Linked DNA regions of Mus musculus: all the other regions are linked to region 2. A link is a contact called in public promoter capture Hi-C data. All regions are on one chromosome and are shown on one strand. The core of a region is the stretch at or near the end of the contact, and the rest is flanking DNA. Distances in the headings are between cores, read along the strand shown.

Evidence for each region. Promoter capture Hi-C pulls out the DNA fragments that hold promoters and counts their contacts. Capture Hi-C pulls out chosen DNA fragments and counts their contacts.
Region 1: a promoter capture Hi-C map of liver shows a contact between it and region 2, with 5 times the contacts expected there. The contact joins the promoter of H1f4 here to the promoter of Zkscan8 in region 2. A contact is called at or near these places in 4 of 39 promoter capture datasets (cranial neural crest, liver, neutrophils and 1 more), 2 of 115 datasets of contacts at active chromatin or transcription factors (astrocytes and large pre-B cells) and 2 of 9 other capture datasets (adipose tissue and liver).
Region 3: a promoter capture Hi-C map of pre-B cells shows a contact between it and region 2, with 2.9 times the contacts expected there. The contact joins the promoter of Vps41 here to the promoter of Zkscan8 in region 2. A contact is called at or near these places in 2 of 39 promoter capture datasets (liver and pre-B cells).
Region 4: a promoter capture Hi-C map of liver shows a contact between it and region 2, with 3 times the contacts expected there. The contact joins the promoter of H4c4 here to the promoter of Zkscan8 in region 2. A contact is called at or near these places in 6 of 39 promoter capture datasets (the 3T3-L1 cell line, 3T3-L1-derived adipocytes, cranial neural crest and 3 more), 1 of 484 Hi-C or Micro-C datasets (pre-B cells), 1 of 115 datasets of contacts at active chromatin or transcription factors (forebrain) and 1 of 9 other capture datasets (liver).

The regions. Positions count from the first base shown.
Region 1 is chr13:23,620,425-23,625,145 of GRCm38.p6, reverse strand. It overlaps H1f4 (H1.4 linker histone, cluster member), which reads left to right and starts at 2,588. Exons shown (of 1, transcript NM_015787.4): 1 at 2,588-3,369. The coding sequence starts at 2,649. The coding sequence ends at 3,308. It overlaps H2bc6 (H2B clustered histone 6), which reads left to right and starts at 4,052. Exons shown (of 2, transcript NM_001177653.1): 1 at 4,052-4,230.
Region 2 is chr13:21,529,525-21,534,455 of GRCm38.p6, reverse strand. It overlaps Zkscan8 (zinc finger with KRAB and SCAN domains 8), which reads left to right and starts at 3,342. Exons shown (of 6, transcript NM_139141.4): 1 at 3,342-3,511. Gm32724 (a long non-coding RNA gene) reads right to left here and starts at 3,387. Exons shown (of 5, transcript XR_001780870.1): 1 at 3,302-3,387; 2 at 1,056-1,154.
Region 3 is chr13:18,715,286-18,720,010 of GRCm38.p6, reverse strand. Vps41 (VPS41 HOPS complex subunit) reads right to left here and starts at 2,719. Exons shown (of 29, transcript NM_172120.4): 1 at 2,675-2,719. The coding sequence starts at 2,695.
Region 4 is chr13:23,579,965-23,585,023 of GRCm38.p6, reverse strand. It overlaps H4c4 (H4 clustered histone 4), which reads right to left and starts at 3,456. Exons shown (of 1, transcript NM_175654.3): 1 at 3,055-3,456. The coding sequence starts at 3,422. The coding sequence ends at 3,111. H2bc6 (H2B clustered histone 6) reads left to right here. Exons shown (of 2, transcript NM_001177653.1): 2 at 1-1,354.

The DNA.
Region 1 (4,721 bases), core at 1,339-3,838, 2.1 Mb before region 2:
ACTGATATAGGAGGACCCAGTGTGTTGTAGTCAGTACCATTCATAGGCAAGTAGGACTGAATTATATAATATATATATATAACAATGAGCCAAGGACCAACCCATTAAATAGCTTTCCTCAATTGGTTTATGGTCAAGCTCCTGCCTTGGTTTTCTTCTTGGCTTCCCTGGATGATAGACTATAACCTGTAAGCTGAAGTCAGCCCTTTCCTCCCCAAGCTGCTTTTGGCCATGGAGTTTATTATAACAAAGGAAAGCAAACTAGAACAGGCAAGCCTGTATTTCCACAGAAATACTCACATGACAAGGGGTACGTTTGCCTCATTTCATCCCAGTTAGAGTTAGAGAGCAGTGGCTCTCAGATATGTCTGGGTAACAGCATGTTATGAGAAACTCTAACACTCCTATTTTTAGACATATGGAGATTCACTAGTCAGAATCATCTGTAGAAGAGTTTGTAATTTGTAGTTAAAATACAAGAATGAAGATTCACATATACATGTGTAATTTTGCTATTGCTTACTTGCCTAGCAGATTAATGTAAAATAATAAAGTTTTTTTTATATTGTTCCTATCTCATTATTTAAAAAAAAAAAAAGTACCTGATTTAATGATAGGCAAGGTTCATTGCCTTCTCTGCCAAGCAAGCAGTTTAAGGGGAAAGCATAGAGGACTCGAATTGTCTCGAAATTCAGGGAGTTTAATCCCTGCCCCCATCTTGAACTCAATGAGAAACAAGAAACCAAAAAAAAGATATTGGAGAGCAAATACTAATGTGTTCTACCATTTGCAGGAAGTTTTTTTTTTTTTGTTATTAACAAAAAGGGGTTAAATCCCCACTTTTCAATATCAAACACCCATACAGTTTCTCTGCTCTGGCTCAGAGTTTTAATGAATACCAAAGTTTGCATTTGTTAATACATGAAGGTGAAAATATACATTATAGCATAGAAATACTGATAATATGAATCACTTTTATATAAAATTCATCATTAAAGATAATACCACAAGATCTTAAAAATGCCTCATGGACACTGTGTTGAACTGCTGAGTTCCTCTGTTTGCATTGCTTTTGTGTGTGGAGGTTTAGGATAGTAGAATTGATAATGTGATGTTAGAGACAATTGTATCACAAAACAAAAGCCATCACATTATACTATTGTATAACATAACATTGTATCTTACACTATTGTAAACATTGTATCTTATACTATTGTATAATATACTATTTTATAATATAACAATGTATCTTGTCTCTGTAGTGGGAGTCTTGTAATTTCTGAATATAATTCCAACCAAACATCCCAGAAATAATTACTGACACTGGATTATCATTGATCTCCTAGTCGTTACCTTGGTTGAACAGCTACATAAATAAAACAACCCATTTAACACCTTCAAGGCATGTCTTTGAATCTGTTTGAATGTCTTCTCAAATATGATTCTAAGATTAAATCTTAACCCCTCATTTACCCTGAGGAGATCCACGAAACATTATTCCCATGTTTCCATAAGGAGTAGCCATATATGGAGAACAGCTGTTCAGTAACGGGGCTAGGATTCTGTAACGAAGGCAGTAGAGATGTTCTGAGCTATATTTCTCATGTGTGTTTCTCTTGATCAATGGCTCAGTTATCTAGTTTTAATATACCACATTACAATTTAGTCCTAAAACATGTCAGAAGAACTATGCAAGACCCAAGAGAAATTCCTCAAAGTAAATCCCACCTTCATTTCCAAAGACGTTGAAAACAGCATTTATATGTTTCTTGGAAATTAGTCATTTTTATGTCTGCACCATAAGTATGTTTTGTACTCTCCCCCGACCCCAGTACTCTGAATTTGAGGTACCTCAACCCAAAGGAGTAGTTTGTCCAGAGAAATAGAAAAGCAACAGCCCCGCCCCCAACCCATGGGAACAGAAAGAAAAGAATTATACTAAGAAATTATTTTAAAACTTAGGAGAAGCGGCAGAAATAAAACCATAGATATATAGACTCATGGCCTATGAGAGAAGAATTTAACTCAAAATGGTAAATAATCTGTTAAGCATTGAACTAAACCAGTTTGATGAACTCAAATGCCCTCTGCTCAATAGGCAGGACTCTCGGAGGAGCCTGTGTTACTTCCTTCACTTAAGTGCAGATTTGTAATAAAAATCATAATGCCAAAGGCAAGGTTTTGGGCTACACAAGAAGCTAACCACTTGGAGAATCGTCTTTGATGGGTCAGAAAACTGTACAGTCCAAGATCAGTTTATAATTTACGAAGAAAATAGAAAGTTTTGTTTCTCTGAGTTGAAATTTGCTGAACACCGCAGGAAATATTGCAAGTTTTTGGCAGAAGGCTTAATGCTTTGCTCACTTTTTGAGATGTGCATGAAGCCCGAGACTTCGGGGAACATTATTTTTTAAAAATCGGGCAATTCGATGTAGGGAATTTTGACATTTTTGGCTTTTTTTGAGGTGTAACAAACACAACTCCGCATCTGAGAGGACACTCCGCGGCTGCCAGCGAGGCGGGCTGGACAGCGCACCAATCACGGCGCAGCTCCGCCCTATATAAACGGGCGGGCGCAGCGCCGCGGCCCGAGTCCTGGCCAGTCCCTCTGCTTCCGGCTCGAGTTCTCTCTCCTCACACGCTTCGCCATGTCCGAGACCGCGCCTGCTGCGCCCGCCGCACCGGCCCCCGCCGAGAAGACACCCGTCAAGAAGAAGGCCCGCAAGGCCGCAGGTGGCGCGAAGCGCAAAACCTCCGGACCCCCGGTGTCCGAACTCATCACCAAGGCTGTGGCCGCCTCCAAGGAGCGCAGCGGCGTGTCCCTGGCTGCGCTCAAGAAGGCGCTGGCGGCCGCGGGGTACGATGTGGAGAAGAACAACAGCCGCATCAAGCTCGGCCTGAAGAGCCTGGTGAGCAAGGGTACCCTGGTGCAGACCAAGGGCACCGGCGCCTCCGGCTCCTTCAAACTCAACAAGAAGGCGGCTTCCGGTGAGGCTAAGCCCAAAGCAAAAAGGGCAGGCGCGGCCAAGGCGAAGAAGCCTGCGGGCGCAGCCAAGAAGCCCAAGAAGGCTGCGGGGACAGCCACCGCCAAGAAGAGCACCAAGAAGACTCCAAAGAAAGCGAAGAAGCCAGCTGCAGCTGCAGGAGCCAAAAAAGCTAAGAGCCCGAAGAAGGCAAAGGCAACTAAGGCTAAGAAGGCGCCCAAGAGCCCTGCCAAGGCGAAAACGGTAAAGCCTAAAGCGGCCAAACCAAAAACCTCCAAGCCTAAGGCAGCTAAGCCAAAGAAAACCGCAGCCAAGAAAAAGTAAATTTTCTTTGGCCAACTGCTTAGAAGCCCAACAACCCAAAGGCTCTTTTCAGAGCCACCCACAACTCTCAGTAAAAGAGCTGTTGCACATTCACAGGGGGTGTGGTTAGGGTGGGAACAAACCTTAGTGGGCTGAGCTTAGCAGAGGAGGCTGGGGATATGTGGGTGTGCGCAATGGTGTTAACTCTAGCTTAGCTATCTGAAGGTCTGTACATAATCTCCTGTATGTGTGGTGGTGGTGGGTAAGTTCATATCCCACAAGTGACCCTTAGAGACCATGGGAATGAAGTAGTTTACTCCCGGCTGCCACGTCGATAACTTTTAAGGGAGATAGCAGAATGATTTAGAGATAGAATCTTAAGCATTGAGCGATTCAGTGCGTAAAGAGCAGGATCGATGTCCTGACAACCCCACCCGCATCTCATCTCAGTTCTGACTGCTGAAATCAAGCATACAAACCCAACTAGAGTACTTTTTTTTCTGTGTTCCCCCATGTTTGATAGCGATCGTGCTTAAATAGGTTAGCTATAGCAGATTTGTGCAGTTTAATTCGTACGTCCCGATTGGTGAAAGCGAAGTGACAAGACAGCCAATGAGACAGTAGACCTTCAAGTGTCGTTTACGTTCCTGTTCGTGACGAAACACTAAAACTAACCCAATCCTGAAAGAAATCTTATTAACCTCATTTGAATACTGCGTAATGTAAATGAATGTGGTGTTAACTGGTGACGGAGTAGGTATTTTACCAAATGTTTAGTGTGCCCAAGGGAGGGAGTTAAATTTTACACAATCCCTGAGCTGGCGAAGTCCGAGCCTGCCCCACAGAAGGATTCTTAGAAGCTGCCATCAACAAACAGAAGGACAAGGAGCGCAAACGCTACTGAAAGGAGAGCTTCTAGCAAGTGTACAACGTGCTGAAGCAGGTGAGCCCCAACATGAGCATCTTATCCAAGGCCATGGGCATCAATTACATTTTAAAGCACATTGCCTGCATCGTGCCGCATTACAAAAAGCGAGTAACCGTCATATCTCAGTTGATCCAGACTGCCATTCTCCTGCATTGCCCAGGAAGCTGGCAGAGCACCAAGCCTGTTACCAAGAAAACAAACCAAGTGCGCATTTGCACGAATGATTTCAAGGACTTTAAAGAGCCAGGCATTCTTTCAACAAATGAGTTGTTGTTGTTTCAAGTATCCTTAAACTTAAAACTATGCGGTTTTTTGGTTTTTGTTTGTTTGTTTGTTTGTTTGTTTGTTTTTTCTCAATCTGTTGGACATGTGATCAAGAAGTATAGGCCAAGTTAGCCCGGAATTTTCAATCCTTCCCAAGTGAAATTTATTCCCGTGTACTACCATGCCTGCCAGGGTTCTCATGCTTCAAACTTGTGTTTATGTGAACTCGGTGGTGCCCTGGA
Region 2 (4,931 bases), core at 2,093-4,592:
AAAAGTTATGGCTGTTGTCACCTTGAACTAGAGAAGCTATCATTATCCACACTGAGAATACCACAAGATTGGGCCCAATAATATCTCCTTATGGAAGGAGCAAAGTAATAAATAAAATTCAACACACATACACACACACAATTATAAATTCCATGAAAATAAGCAGATATTGCTCTACTCAAAACTAGCTCTACTTTTCAGAATAGTGTTGGGCATATAAGGCATTAAATAATATTTGTAGCAAAAAGTGGAAAAGGGAAGACAAAGTCAAGACAGGTTTGTTTTTTTTTCCACTATTGGATTGTTAAAGGAAAAAAATATAATATCATTGAGTTGACAGATACAGGCAAGCAAGAAGGTTGCCAGTGGATTTCATGGTTAGTGACTTGGCACTAGTAAAAGTACAAGCAGGCAAGCACGGTGAACCAAACCTGCGATTGTAGCATGCCAGAAGACAAGGCAGGGAGATCATGAGTTGTGTGCCAGTGTGAGAAACATAGAGTATGACACTGTCTCAAAAAGCAAGACCCCTCCCCCACAAAAGTACAAAAGTATGTATTCAAATAGATCCAATATTACAACCCAAAAGGCTTATAAACATGTAACAAGTGAAATTTCTAGACCTAATATCTAATGAATCCCAGACATTTCTGGCAGCAATGACTGTGTTGTAACATGTGACTTCACTATAGGTGTGCTTCTCAACACATAACATGAGCACTTCATGTTGTATTTGCCATTAAGCCAAGTAATAACAACAAATGCCACCTAAAATAACTCAGTTCCAAAATAAGACTATCGAATCTTATGGATCTCAGAGTTTCTACTGTACAAACTTTTCTGCTTTCATACAAAGACAATTTAATTATGGAAAACAAAATATTTTTTAGATGTTCCTACCATTGTTTCTCAGCATGTATCAAATCACAGATACTGGCATATCTCTGATTGTATCATGTTAGAATGTTTGATATTTTTAATTTCTGCTTGAGTTTCTGACTTGAGTTTCATTTTTTTAAGAAATTGTTAAGTTAGCCAGACACAGTGAGTCGCACCTGTAATCCCAACACTTGGGAGGTCAAGGTAGAAGTATGTGAAGAGTTCAAGGTCATCCTCAGAAACATAGGTTGAAGGCAGTTTGGACTTTATGAAACCTGTCAAGAAGAAAAACTAAATCATCAAATTAGTTTTGGTTTGTGATTAAGACAGAATTCCCAGCAATATCTGAAATGACCACAACCATACTTGTGCTACTTTGTACTACATGCTTTTACAAAGTGGAATTCCCAGTATTGTCAATTATAAAATCAAAATATTGCTCTAACTACAGAATCTTACATTCTAACCACAGAATCTTACATCAAAACAGCAACTGGCCCTGATAGAATCTTTAATCTTCCCTCTGGAATTTCAGAGGGAAATTCCAAGCCTCTGTCTTCAGCACTGCTTCCAACATTCTTGTCTTCCAAGCTCCTACAGAACACTGAGGTTTCAACAATCAATGGTCCTTCTAGCCCAAATGTCCAGTCCTTCCACATTTCTCCCCCTAAACATAATCAGGTCTGTCACAGCAATACCCTATACCCAGTACCAATTTGTATAGGGTTGTATTGCTATGATGAAACACCATGACCAAAAAGCAAATTGGAGAGGAAAGGGTTTATTTGGCTTACACTTCTAGATCATAGTCCATCATTGGAGGAAGTCAGGACAGGGACTCAAGCAGACCTGGAGTCAGGAGTAGATGCAGAGGCTATGGAGAAGGCTGTTTACTGTCTTGCTTCCCCTGCTTTGTCCAGCCTTCGCTCTTATAGAACCAGGACTATCATCCATGGATGGCATCACCCAGAATAGACTGTGCCCTCCTCCATTGATCACCAATTGAAAAAATGACCTACAGCTGGATCTCATGGAGGCATCTTCTCAACTGAGGCTCTTTCCTCTCTGATGAATCTAATTTATGTCAAGTTGACACACAGAACCAGCCAGTACATGTAATAAATGCAGAAAAACCTTCATTCAACAAGAACATCTTGTTGGAAATTATAGAACACACACTGAAGTCCTATAAACATAGAGTATGGGAAAGATCTCAGTGGGCACAGAGGTGTTATTAAACATCAGAGAATCCATATAGGCTAAAACCCTATGGGTACATAAAGTGTGGAAAGCCTGTATAAGTTAGGCTCTAACTAGGTATCAGAGAATTTATAGAGTAAATTAGTTCTACTAAAAAGAGAACAGTACCAAAAATTACTTAGTGCTCAGGATTAATAGACAGAATCTACCTTAGAGACCACGAGTGCCCATAATGTGGGCAAAACTTCAATCATCATTTAAAAACTTGAATCAAAGAATATGAGTCAAATATTCTTTTATTTCTAATTTAGTTGTTTTGAAAGAGGAATCAACTTCAGAAGGCTTTAACCTATTTGTATTGACTTACATTTATAATACCAATTTTATAATCCCAAATTTATAATCACTTGATTTATGCTTTTAATCCCAACACTTGGGAAGGTGAGGCAGGAAGTTTGCCCTGCGGCCAGCTAGGGCTACAGAGAGACTTGATCTAAACTAGCAAAACAACAAAATGTAACCCTGTCTATTGTGTTCACTTGTGACCCAAGCTTGGCAATTCCTGGCTGAATATGACTTCTCCCTTCTGTTCTAGTTCTTTGCTTGTCCATTCGTTTATATGACACTAGGTAAGACATTCACATGTCCTCTGCCTCATTTCCTCGAGATGAGAATGAGATTCACCAACTCTATCTCAACAAGTTGAAACAGATAAAAGTTGTCTTTGACATTAAAAAGTAAACCAATGTTCATTGTTTTCCACCAATTTTCTATTTAAATTTTAAGTTAGGGGTCTGGTTATTTTGTAGACGTTTTGTTGTTTCCAACCATAAGTATCTGGAGGATGAGAACACTCATAGTCAAAGAGAAAGCAATGGTCAGTAGGAACTTTATAAATATACTACTGTTCCTAGGAACTACAAAGGTTTAAATTCTTCAATACGCAGTGAAAGTTGGGAATTTGGAGTAATCATGAAGCATTAATGGGAAAGCACAAGGTAACTAAGAAGAATAAAGAGAAATCCGTTAAGTATACTCCTGAGCCCAGCGCAGGCCTCTGGATCTGTGATCAGCCACCCAACTCTTAAACTTGTCACCTGAAGCCCGAGGCTGGCCAGACAAAAGCTTAGGTGACTTAAAGCTATGTCACTCCTCAGGATGTCCCGCATAGCCGCCCTCCACCTGGTGTAGCTGAGGGCGCTCGGTCCTTTTGCTGGCCTACCATAGAGCTGTCAGACCTCCGAGCTTCCTAGAGAGCTTCCGGAAGTGGCTGTGGGGCAAGATGCGTGCTGCCCGGCTCTGCGGCTCCAAGGGTTTGGAACTTAGCGGCTGCAGGGGTCCCGCTCGGGTTCGGTGTCCGTCGCGTCTCCTCGCGCGCTTCCCTGTCCGCGCTGTGCCGCCTCCCGCCCTCGGGCAGCGTGGGGAGCTCTCGGTGAGTGCGCTGGGCCGAGCAGGGGCGCTCGGGCAGCGGAGGCCCGAGAGCGGGGAGCGGGTCGGTTCAGGGCCTGCCGCCGCTGAGCAGGCCGACACCCGGCCCCAACTTCCTACGGGATGGCTCTCCTCATCGCCAGTCATCATGTATATAATTTTGCACTCGCTCTTACTTGTAAAGCCGGCCCGTGTACCAACTGTTTCTACTCAGCAGTTTTGCCGATCGGTCTCAAAATTCATTTTTAAAGATAATAATTTTTTTCTTTTGAAGCCTCTACCCCACGTGGAAATCTTTGATTTTTTTTTTTTTTGTTACTCTTTTTTTTTTTTTTCTACCCATAAAAGAAGTATATTATGAAAGTAGTTCATGTAATGGCTGAACAGTTGTATGCAAAAGAAATACTTTAAGTAATTCTGGGGTAACAAAATTAAACCTTATTCAGAATACTTTGCTTACCTAGTTTATTAAAGCTAACTGAAATAGAATCTTGAAAATTCGGTAGGTTCCCATTCCCAAAACTCGGGTCATTCATGAGTAATCTCTGTTGGATTTCTAAGACGTTGACCACCACTTGACCACATACTTCTATTTGTCCGATTCACTTAAGTATTGCTATGCAGCAATCATCATTTTAGTGAATGTGCACGTTTTGAGTTCCTTGTGGTTAAATATAAAAATGTCAGTCTTAAAAGCATTCATCAAAGCAACTTCCTTGAGAAGCCCATAGCCACGCTTGTGCGTCTGGCCCTCTCCTGAGTGCCTTTCTCCTAACCCTCATGCTCAAGCCTTATTAAAATAACTTTTAAAATCTCCAAAACAAACAAACAAAATGAATGAATGCCATTTCAGATAACTACAAAGCATGTTTGTTTCATCTACTTCTTCTTAATCTCTAAAACCTGGAGATTATCATTCCTGGTTTGTATTCGGTTCTCAGACATCTCTCAAGTTTAATTAATCAGAAAGGAAAGTACATCTCCTGCATCTCTTGAGAAGCCAGTATTTGAGTTGTGCCTTCCTTAGTTTTCAAGGCTTTAACATTTTCGATCCCGAATAAGCCTAAGATTGTTGCCTTTCCGTTCATAAGGCAATCATCCTGACCAGATGTTCTTCAAGGATGGTGTGTAGGGATCAGTGTTTCTCTGTAGGTACTTTCCAACACTGCAATGTGTATGCACAAAATTATTAGAGAGGAGAATGAAATGGCCATGTATGTTGGTGCATGCCCGTAATTAATTGCATGCTGTACTAGGGTTGGGAAATCACCAGTTTGAAAACAACCTTAGAGAATTTTGTTTTGTTTGGGGAGGATAGGTAAGGTCCACTCATGCCACAGTACCGTAGTGGAGGTCAGAGGACAATTGCAGGAGTCTGTCTTCTCCTTCCACCTTGTGGGTTCTGGGAAAGTAAACTCGGGTTG
Region 3 (4,725 bases), core at 1,470-3,969, 2.8 Mb after region 2:
AACACTGTTGGGCATCTGTGACTATGAAAGCCACCTATAAATCGTTCCAGAACGAAGCAAAACTGCTGGTTACAAGAATCCCTGGCAGCATTGAGGTTATTAGCTTTCTGTGAACTATAAAACACAAATGTTACTTTTACAAAGTACTTTTTCTATATCAGCAAAATCAAGGTTTTCATTATGACTTAAAGACATCTGTTTATCTCTACTCCAACAGTGATTTTTAGCTTTAAACTGTGGAAACTTTTTATAGCATGTTAACTCAGTGCAGATGTCACCATTTGGGCTATTCATAACATTAAAGTGGAGACTACCATCAAAGAACACAACAGTCAGGAAAGATAAGCCAATGGGCTTAATTTTGAGCTATTCATCTTGGGAGAAATTTTGCACTTACAGGACAGGGTACCAAGAAAATGTTTTGCCTCACTCTGTAATTTGTCATGATAGTTCATTTAAATACACATGCCAACTCCTAACATACCCAGTAAGAAGAAAAAAGGATGTCACGGTTTTCAAATAATATTCAAGGTGCCAAAATATTAGCAGCACCAATCCAGACTTAAAAAAAAAAAAAGAAAAAGAAAAACCTACTCATGTTTAAACTAATGATATGAATATTATTTATTTATATTTTGACATAGCAATTTTTATGAATTCATAAAACAATTTATGAATGTCTGCTTCTTTCTGCAACAGGCAGTAGACTACTGGTCTTTCTCAAGGCTGCCCTGATAGCAATGGAGAAGAATGCATTTCCTAAAAGTACATCAGCTGTGAAAACACTACAGCAGGAATAAGGGCTAAATGGAAAACCATGAAGATGATAAGGGCTATTCCACATCATAAAGTTTTTATATATATATATACACATACATACATATATACACACACACACACACATATATACACACACATATTCATATATAAAATTTAGACAGGTTCTTCAGCATATTTTAAGACACAAGGTAGTGTGAAGAAAATGTGAGCTTTGGAGACATGACACTAAAACATTATAGATGTAAGCATGAGACAGTTCAAACTGACTGCATTTCAATTCATTTCTCTGTAAAATTCAATCATTTAATATATTAAGTATTAAGCAATATCCCAATATCAGCCATCAGTAATGAATAAATATTTATCATGTGGCAAGCAGAAGTGAGAATATACAAGGAGAAATAAAAAGCTTAAGATCATAAGTATTATGTAGACGAACATCAGAAGGTGGTTTCAAAGAATGAGCCACAATCGGAAAGCACACCATCCCAGAGGCCTGAGGACAGTAAGGGAGAAGGCCTTGTAGACGTCAGAGATCATGAAAAGGGGCAGTGTGAGCAAAGGTCCTGCGTGGGTACAGGCCTGGACTGGTTACAGAATAGCAAGAAAGGCAGCATGAGACAGAGTGGCTTACAGAGTCACAGAACCGAGGAAGGGGTGGATACTCAAGGCCCTTTAGGGTGATTACAATATGGGCACTGTTTTACCACAGTTTGGGACAAGAGGATTTAGGACATGGAGGCTGTATATGACTTCCATATCAGAATAAATATTTACCTCACAGAATTCTTTTAGAAGGACCAAATGCCATGTGTGAGGATCTTTTTAAGCTCGAAAGCACTGCACAACTGTGAATCAGGTTATCTGCCTGATTTTCTACATTTTAACATCAGACAGCCTTGGCAAATTCCTCTTCTGCATGAGTGGGAATACAAGGGCTACTCCATATTTCTATCACACTGGGTCTAATCTAAAAACTTAACTTGGATGTTTGTTTTACTACAAAACCACAACTGTATTTCAACGTGAAATGAAAATGCTCAATGTGAAAAGCCACCTTGCAGTAGTCAAACTAAGCAAGGTCTGCTGGGAAGGAAAACTCTTTTGCCTCGGACCTGCACTGCAAAAGACAGTTTGCACAAATGATAGTAAAGAGGCTCTTGTTAACGTAATGACAAAACCCAAATTTTTCCTTGTCAAATTCCGTAACTTTTGGCACACTCAAAATAAAGCACAGATGTGAACAGTAAAAAGTCCACTAGTAAATGTCTCTTAGGACAGTAAACAGAGCATCACCATGCATGTCTTAAGGAACATCACAGAAACTGGCAAGCAGGGCATTTAATATATGAGGGGGAAATATGGTAGATGATACATACATATATATGCTTCTATGTGTGTGTGTGTATACATATATGTATATGCATATACACACATACACATATATACATATACTTAAGGAATCTCTTCCGAGTTTTAGCCTGAGTCTTCTATTTTGTTAGTTTCATTTAATTTTGTCCTTCGCCCTATATCAGAACGTCTGTATGAAAAAAAGGCAATAATTTGTACTCAGCACCTCAATGCCACTTCTCAGCTATAGCTGGACGTTTCCATCTACGTCTTGCCAGCAACGGGAATAATCCTTAAAGCCTTGCATAGCAGTCTACTCTTAACTTGCCTTTTTCAAAAAATCCCATTTAACATAAACCAGAAGGGCTGAGCCCAGGCAAGGCCGGCTCGGACAGAGCGGGTGTGCAAGGCGCTATCCGCGCGGAGAAGGGCCACCCCAACTCGCCCGGTCAGAGCTGCCACGTTCCTGGCACTCCGCGTCCCAGAACCCCTCGCTCGGGTCTCCAGCTCCCGGCTGCCCCGAACTAGTTCTGCCAGCGTTTACCTGCTCCTCTGCTTCCGCCATAGCGCAGCCTGAGAGTCATGTGACATACCCGGAAATAGGAGAAAACAGCCCCTGGGCCACAGCCTACTGGGAAATGTAGTTTTTCCCGCACACTAATCTGGTTCCTTAGCCAGCTCTCATTTTTGCTCAACAGAGACACCACTATATCTATAATTAATGCTAAATTGTTATTTTGTTGTTGGTCTACGTTCTGTTGTTATTGTAGCATTAAGTTCTTTCTATTTCAGGCTCCCGTTTACAGTAAAATTATGAATTATCTCATTTTCTATTTCAGGCTCCCGTTTACAGTAAAATTATGAATTATCTCATTTAGTCCTCCCTGTGATCCCTCCTGTTACCGCCATTAACAGGGGAAAGGATAGTAACTCGGAGATTTCACTAAACTTACCTAAAAAGCCTAGGTTTAGAACCTATCCCTCTCCGAAGTCTAAGACTACTATATCAAATGTTCTTTAGTCTGATATGTTGTTGTGCCTGCCCACTCACTTTTTAAAGTGATAGTGACTATTTATATAAAAAAAAAAAAGTCTACAGTGGAAAGTGAGAAAATAATGTGTATTCCTGCAAAGATTTAGTATCTTGGTACATTAAATTGACATCTTTCATTTTAATTTAAAATTGAATTGTATAGATATTTTGTCTGCATGTATGTCTGTGCACACTTAGGAACCTCGTGTCCTCAGATGTCAGAAAAGCATATCAGATTCCCTGGAATTACAGATACATATATTTGAGAGCTGCCATATAGCTGTTGTGAATCAAATCTGGTCCCCCGTTAGAGAAAAAATAGCAACTGACATATGAATATAGAAAATTATAAATCTCTATTGTTTAATTGCTTCGTAACTCACATTGACTATCTTCAAGATACAATGTCAGATAATAATTTGTAAATGTAATATGAAAAACATCATTTAGAAAACTTGAGCTATCCTATGTTTCAGGACAAAGTAAACTATCTTTCCTATTCTGTGGGAATTCACTCATCTTATCCACTGATAGCCATTGTCTGTTTATTGTCTTAAGCAGCTGGCAACTCACAGAGGGCAGCACAGTTGGCAGACTGTGGCAGATGCCTCAGTGCCCTTTCGTTCCCTGTAATTCCCACTGACAGTAGCCTAGTAGGAAGTCATATTCTTAGTACTCAGCATTTCCCTTAGTCTCTAGATGTTGCTTTCTCAACTCATGGTCTTCAATGACCTGGAAGCCATGACGATGTCATCTTTCAGACTCTTGTCTTCTCCCAAGAGCCTTAATAAACCTCCAGCTCTTCCTGAGGCCCCTCTTCCAGTCTGCGCACCAAGCAGCTAATTTGGACACCCACAACCAAGGGTCCAAGGTCATGTCTGATCGAACAGAATTTTATATATGTTATTAAGCCACTCAGGCCCAAACAGCACTCATGGTGGACTTCAAGCTACTGAAAGACCTTGTTGTGAGAATTTTTTTTTAACTGGCAGGTGCCTAGACAATCTATCTCCTTCTTTCTAAGGTACCAATAACAAACCAAACTTCAGACCCATCAAGCTCCCCTGGGGAACCAATGAGCTTATTGAGCTTACAGAGCATGGGTGAAGGGCTACTGCCTGGAGCACAAGTGGCCCCAAAGCAACCACAATGGAAAGTTTTTACCCTCCCTGGCTGAAGACTTAACCATAACAATACATGGGTTTTCTTTTCCTTGTTTTCCCCTAGCCTAAGTCCTCTAACCTCTCACAGAAACTATGAAGGCACACACAATCAGTACAAAGCTGCATGAGGCTGGCTGTGATGAGAGATTGGGATGAGAGGCTGGTAAGGGTCCAGTGGCTCTCCCTACCTCCTCCTATGAAAGAATGATTGTTTACAAGCAGATGAAGATGGATATTGTTTGATTCAGAAGCTAGTGCTGTGCAACAAGCTCCTGCATAGCAGACACAGAGCAAGCCCTAAGTTTAATTTCCACGGGAAATAGAAGACATCTAAATCTTCTGTTCCTCTGATTGTCTTCACAAACCATCATTTTTCCTTTTCTCATTGTGAACTGGATC
Region 4 (5,059 bases), core at 2,207-4,706, 2.1 Mb before region 2:
AAGGGCCAGCTCGCGAGTCTACCCTCCTAATTCTTAAAAAGTTCCTCACTTCCAAAGACCTAGAGCTTTTGGATTTTTAGGCTTTTGCATATGAACTAAGTTGTAGGAGAAGCAACAAGATCTCCATTTTAAAAAAACGTTTGCTTTGTTTACTTTTTAATTACAGGAAAAGATGAAGTGGTTTGTAAAGCCTGCAAACATTTAATTTCCTTCCCTTTCCTGAACTGCTGGGTAGTTTTTTTAACACCAAGAAAATTCCCAAAACCCTCTCCTGACTCGTTTTTGTAAAGAGACCTGGAAAAAAAAAAATCAGTTCCTAGAATTTAGCCACATCACTTTCTTTGCAATTAAGGCTGTGGAATGTTAGATGTGGCTCTGGGCACTCCCATCTCTTTAATCTGCCAGGCTCTGGAGTTTACAGCTTCTGAGTTTGAGCTCTTGGTCCAGCAGGGAGGGACCCTGACTCAATCTTGTGAGAGAGAAAAAGTAGGAAGTAGAAGTATCAGGAAGTGCTGGGTGTTGGAAGTATCACAGGTATTGGGGATGGAACTAAAGGCCCAGTTCCAGAGCTAGTCTTGCCTCCATCCAGCCTCTACCATGGCTCCCTTCTGAAGCTGGGTAAAGTGCCTTTATGCAACATCCTTCCTAAGCTTTCAAAATAAATACAAAGAAACTATCCACTTTAAAGTAACAAAATTGCAACTGTACTCCAAGAGGCTACTCACTGTGTAAAGTGTTTTGCCACCAAAAATGAACACCTGAGTATGTCCCCTAGCACCTACAAAATAGGTCCTCTGACCTACAGACATCCCAGAGCAAATAGAACACACACACACAATGTGGGTTTTTTTTAACGGTTTTTTTTTTTTTAATTACAAGTCAACTTTACTCACAGTTACTTTAGAAACAATACTGAAACTTCCTTGTGAAGAGTTAAACCTTCATGGTAATATTTTGTTTCCCTTTGTTTTGTTTAGCTGTTTTCTTTGTAACAAGATTTCAGTCTGTAGCCCTGGCTACCCTGTAATTCAACTATGAAACCCAAACTAAAACTCTCTGCTTCACCCTTCTAAATATGCAATTATAGGTGTAGATCTCTACAACTTGTAGTGTTCCTCCTTTCTTGTTTGTGATTTGTTGGTTTGTTTGTTTCTTGGGACAAAGTATGAAACTCACTAAACCAAGCTGGCCTCATAGACTTCAGCCTGACTGTCTGCTGTGCACTGGCATGTGTACCTCCAAGCCTGCTGCTGTACTGTTCATTATTAAAGCATTCCTGATTGAACCTGCTGTGCACTGAAATGTGTACTCCCATGCCTGCTGTTGTGTTCCTTATTAAAGCATTCCTGATTGAGTGTGCTCAGAGCCTTTCAGCCATCCCCACTGATCTTCAAACCAGAATTGCAGTACAGTAGTACTCACTACCTCTCCATAAAGCCCAACCTCATGCCAGGCAGTGGTGGCACACACCTTTAATCTCAGCACTTAGCAGGCAGAGGCAGACAGATTTCTGAGTTCCAGGACAGCCTGCCAGGACAGCCAGGGCTACAAAGAGAAACCCTGTCTGAAAAACAAAACAAAACAAAAAGCCCACCCTCATACAGTTCCTCTCTGGTTATTGTTTTGTTTTTCAATCTTTTCCCACTGGTTGAAATTCCCCATGACACCTCCAGTTTCTGTTGTGTGCAAATTTTCTCTACCTAAGCTTCCTATTGAGGCTTGGCCAGCCTACAGAGAAGATTCTACTTTAAAATAGATAGAAAAACAAAAGAAAAGTGGATGTGAGTATTGACTGTTGAGCTTGTTGAAGGACATATCGATTGGTAAGTTACTTCTCCTCCAGCTAAATAAGCTGATTCAAGCCAGATTGGATTATATTAAAGGCAGGTTTATTGGGAAGCTGCTCTCAGAAGAATTCACTGGCCCCAAGGCCAGGGAAGTCACCATGGGCAGAGGTTGGAGGAAAGAAAGAGAGAAGGGGTATACACCAGGAGAGAAGAGAAGGGGAAATGTGGGAGGAAAGAAAAAGCAGAAAGACCAAAATGTCTGAATTACATAAGGAAGAGCCTCTGGGGGAAGGGCAGCCCATCCCCTGGGCTAGAAATTTCAGGGTTGGGGGCAGGGTGTGCCAGATAGGGACTGTGGGAAGCTGGGAGAACCTGGAGACCAGGTCCGCTTTGATATGTAAAATATGTTAACTTGTCCCAGGGTCTGAAGCTAAATACTGAAGATATTTACCCAAGTTTTTATTGACTACAAGGTCTGGGTCTTTTTTTTTTTTTTTTTTAATTCTTGGAGGGAAGGGCTGGAGGGACAGCTAAAGCATGTGCTCCGTGTGCCTGGTGGCCTGAGTTTAGTCCCTAAAGTGTATATAAAGGTAAGAAATATATAAACACAAATAAAAAAAATTTTTTAAGTTCTTAGCAGACACTGATGTTTCTTCTCTGGTGACTCTTTGGGAACAACTGATAATGCTGACGAAAGTTAATGAAGTCCTGGACCATATGAAGTTTTCCTTGAGGAATAGATAGAAGATTTACACGTCAATCTCTGGTGCTTATTTTACAGATTAGGAAGTTAGAGAAAGCTGGGTGTGGTGGACCACGATTTTAATCCCAGTACGTGGGAGGCAGAGGTAGGAAGATATCTGTGAGCCTGGTGTATAGAGTAAGTTCCAGGCCAGGGCTATTACACAGAATACATGGAAAGAATGAAAGGAGGGAGGGGAAGAAATTGTAGAAAGCTCCAGGTTAGAAAACTTGAACATAATTCAGTGTTCCTAGGTTTCCAAGGCCTGGATTGATTAGAGGGTTTGGTTTTGAGACAGGATAGCATCTATACCTTAAGGGACTTGGAAAAAAGGATCTTGACTGACCCTCAGCCCTCTCCTGAGAATGTCAGCATTAAAGAATGAGACAACAGGCCTGCTTTTAGGCTATCAATACTGAAGATAGACAGGTGGACCTGCCTAAACAGATACTATGTATCGAGCCAGTCCCAGCACCCACCCCATTCCAGAAAACCACCTAAGAGCAGCTCCTTTAAGTGAGAAGGTAGTGGCCCTGAAAAGGGCCTTTGGTTTTTGGGTGAAGAAAAATAAATGAGTACGTTTAGCCGCCGAATCCGTAGAGGGTGCGACCCTGGCGCTTGAGCGCGTAGACAACGTCCATGGCGGTGACGGTCTTGCGCTTGGCGTGCTCCGTGTAGGTGACGGCGTCGCGGATCACGTTCTCCAGGAACACCTTCAGCACACCACGGGTCTCCTCGTAGATGAGGCCGGAGATGCGCTTCACTCCTCCGCGCCGGGCCAGGCGGCGGATGGCGGGCTTGGTGATGCCCTGGATGTTGTCGCGCAGAACTTTGCGGTGGCGCTTAGCACCACCCTTACCAAGACCCTTGCCGCCTTTCCCGCGTCCAGACATGTTAGCAAACTAGGAAGGAAGCTCACTAGCCAGTGACTGTAACAAGCGGCCTTCCTGGCTTTTATAATACCAATGCGGACCTGTTTGAAAACCTGAAGGGAAGGGGGCGTGAACCATGGTCAATTCCCGCCCTTCTGGCGTTTATCCTATGAAAAGGCTGAGGAGACAAGGCGGGTCCTAAGACAAGAGCAGAGCCAGCAGTTGAAAATTCAACACATTGCCCTCAAGAGTGACAATTTATGTATTGTGAAAAAAGAAATTTGTCTTTTATCAGACCAAATAGAAAGTAATGTTATTAGTCTCGTGAACCTATAAATCGGGACACCCCCCGTATTATTTCAGATATTTACATTACAATTCATAACAGTATCAAAATTACAGTTAAGCAGCAGTGAAATAACTTTATGGGTGAGGGTAACCACAACATGAGGTGCTGTAGTAAAGGGTCCCAGCATCAGGAAGGTTTAGGACCACTGAATCCAAGGTTTTAAGTACAATTTTAAGAACACTTACTATTTCCTGTTCTGAGACTTTTTATTGACTTAGGTACGTATGCCTAAGAATCTGAACTTTTTTTTTTTAGCATTCAGGCTGACCAGGGGGAAGTAAAACCTCAAAATGTTACAGGACTGTAGCGCTGAAAGATTAGAAGATGTAAAGGATATGCATCCCAAAGGTGTGGGCCTTCTGCTTGAATTACACATAGACATCAGGAGCTCTGGGAACAGGGATGGGGGAAAGGGGCTGCTCTTTATGTTTACTATGCTTTCACTGAATCTCAGGATTTCTTGCATGTATGTTTTTTAGTTAATAAACATTGCACAGAAAATCTATTATCCTTAGCACATCATAGTTATATGTACCTCAAAATATCATGCATGCACCCCCACCTCACACTGACAGTTCTTAGTCAAAGGATTTGGTGGTTTCATGTACTAATGAAGAGTCACACACTAATATCTAACCAAATACTTCCATAAAATGCTAATACAGTAAATACTCATGCTGTATTGTTTTCCACATCTGCATTACTCTTCTAGAAAGGAAAAGAACAGTTTCTTCTGCTCTGTGAATGAGTGGATGACCCAAAGCAATGTTTTAGAATCACTCTTCAAGAAGAGCGCCACAGAATTCAAAGACTCTGAGTTTCTGGAGATTCATAGAGAAACATTAAAACTGCATGTGAATATTTACTGGGTGAAGTGCTTGATGCATATAAAAACCCTGGGTTTGATCTTGGGGACTACAATGGGCTGGTGGCAATGCACTGTTGTAATTCCAGCACTGCATAGGATGGTTGAAGCAGGAAGGTCAGGTATAGATAATTCTCAGGAACATAGTGAGTTTGAGGATAGGCTGAGCTATATAAGCTTTTGTTGGTGGATGGGGATGGGGGAGGAGTGGACTCCATGCTTGTAGAAATGAAATTGTGTTCCTTAAAATGATCTATTAGAGATGTCCAAGAGTTTGGAAATGACTATTTTTGTCTTTCAATTATTCTTACAGGTTTTTTATAGAGAAATAAATAGCAAACATAATTTTAGTCCTCTTAGGGGTAGATGTGAAACCTTACAGAGATTAAATCAAGTCTGTGTCTTTAATAATGGGGATATGTTTTTAAGGTCATGGGCCAATAA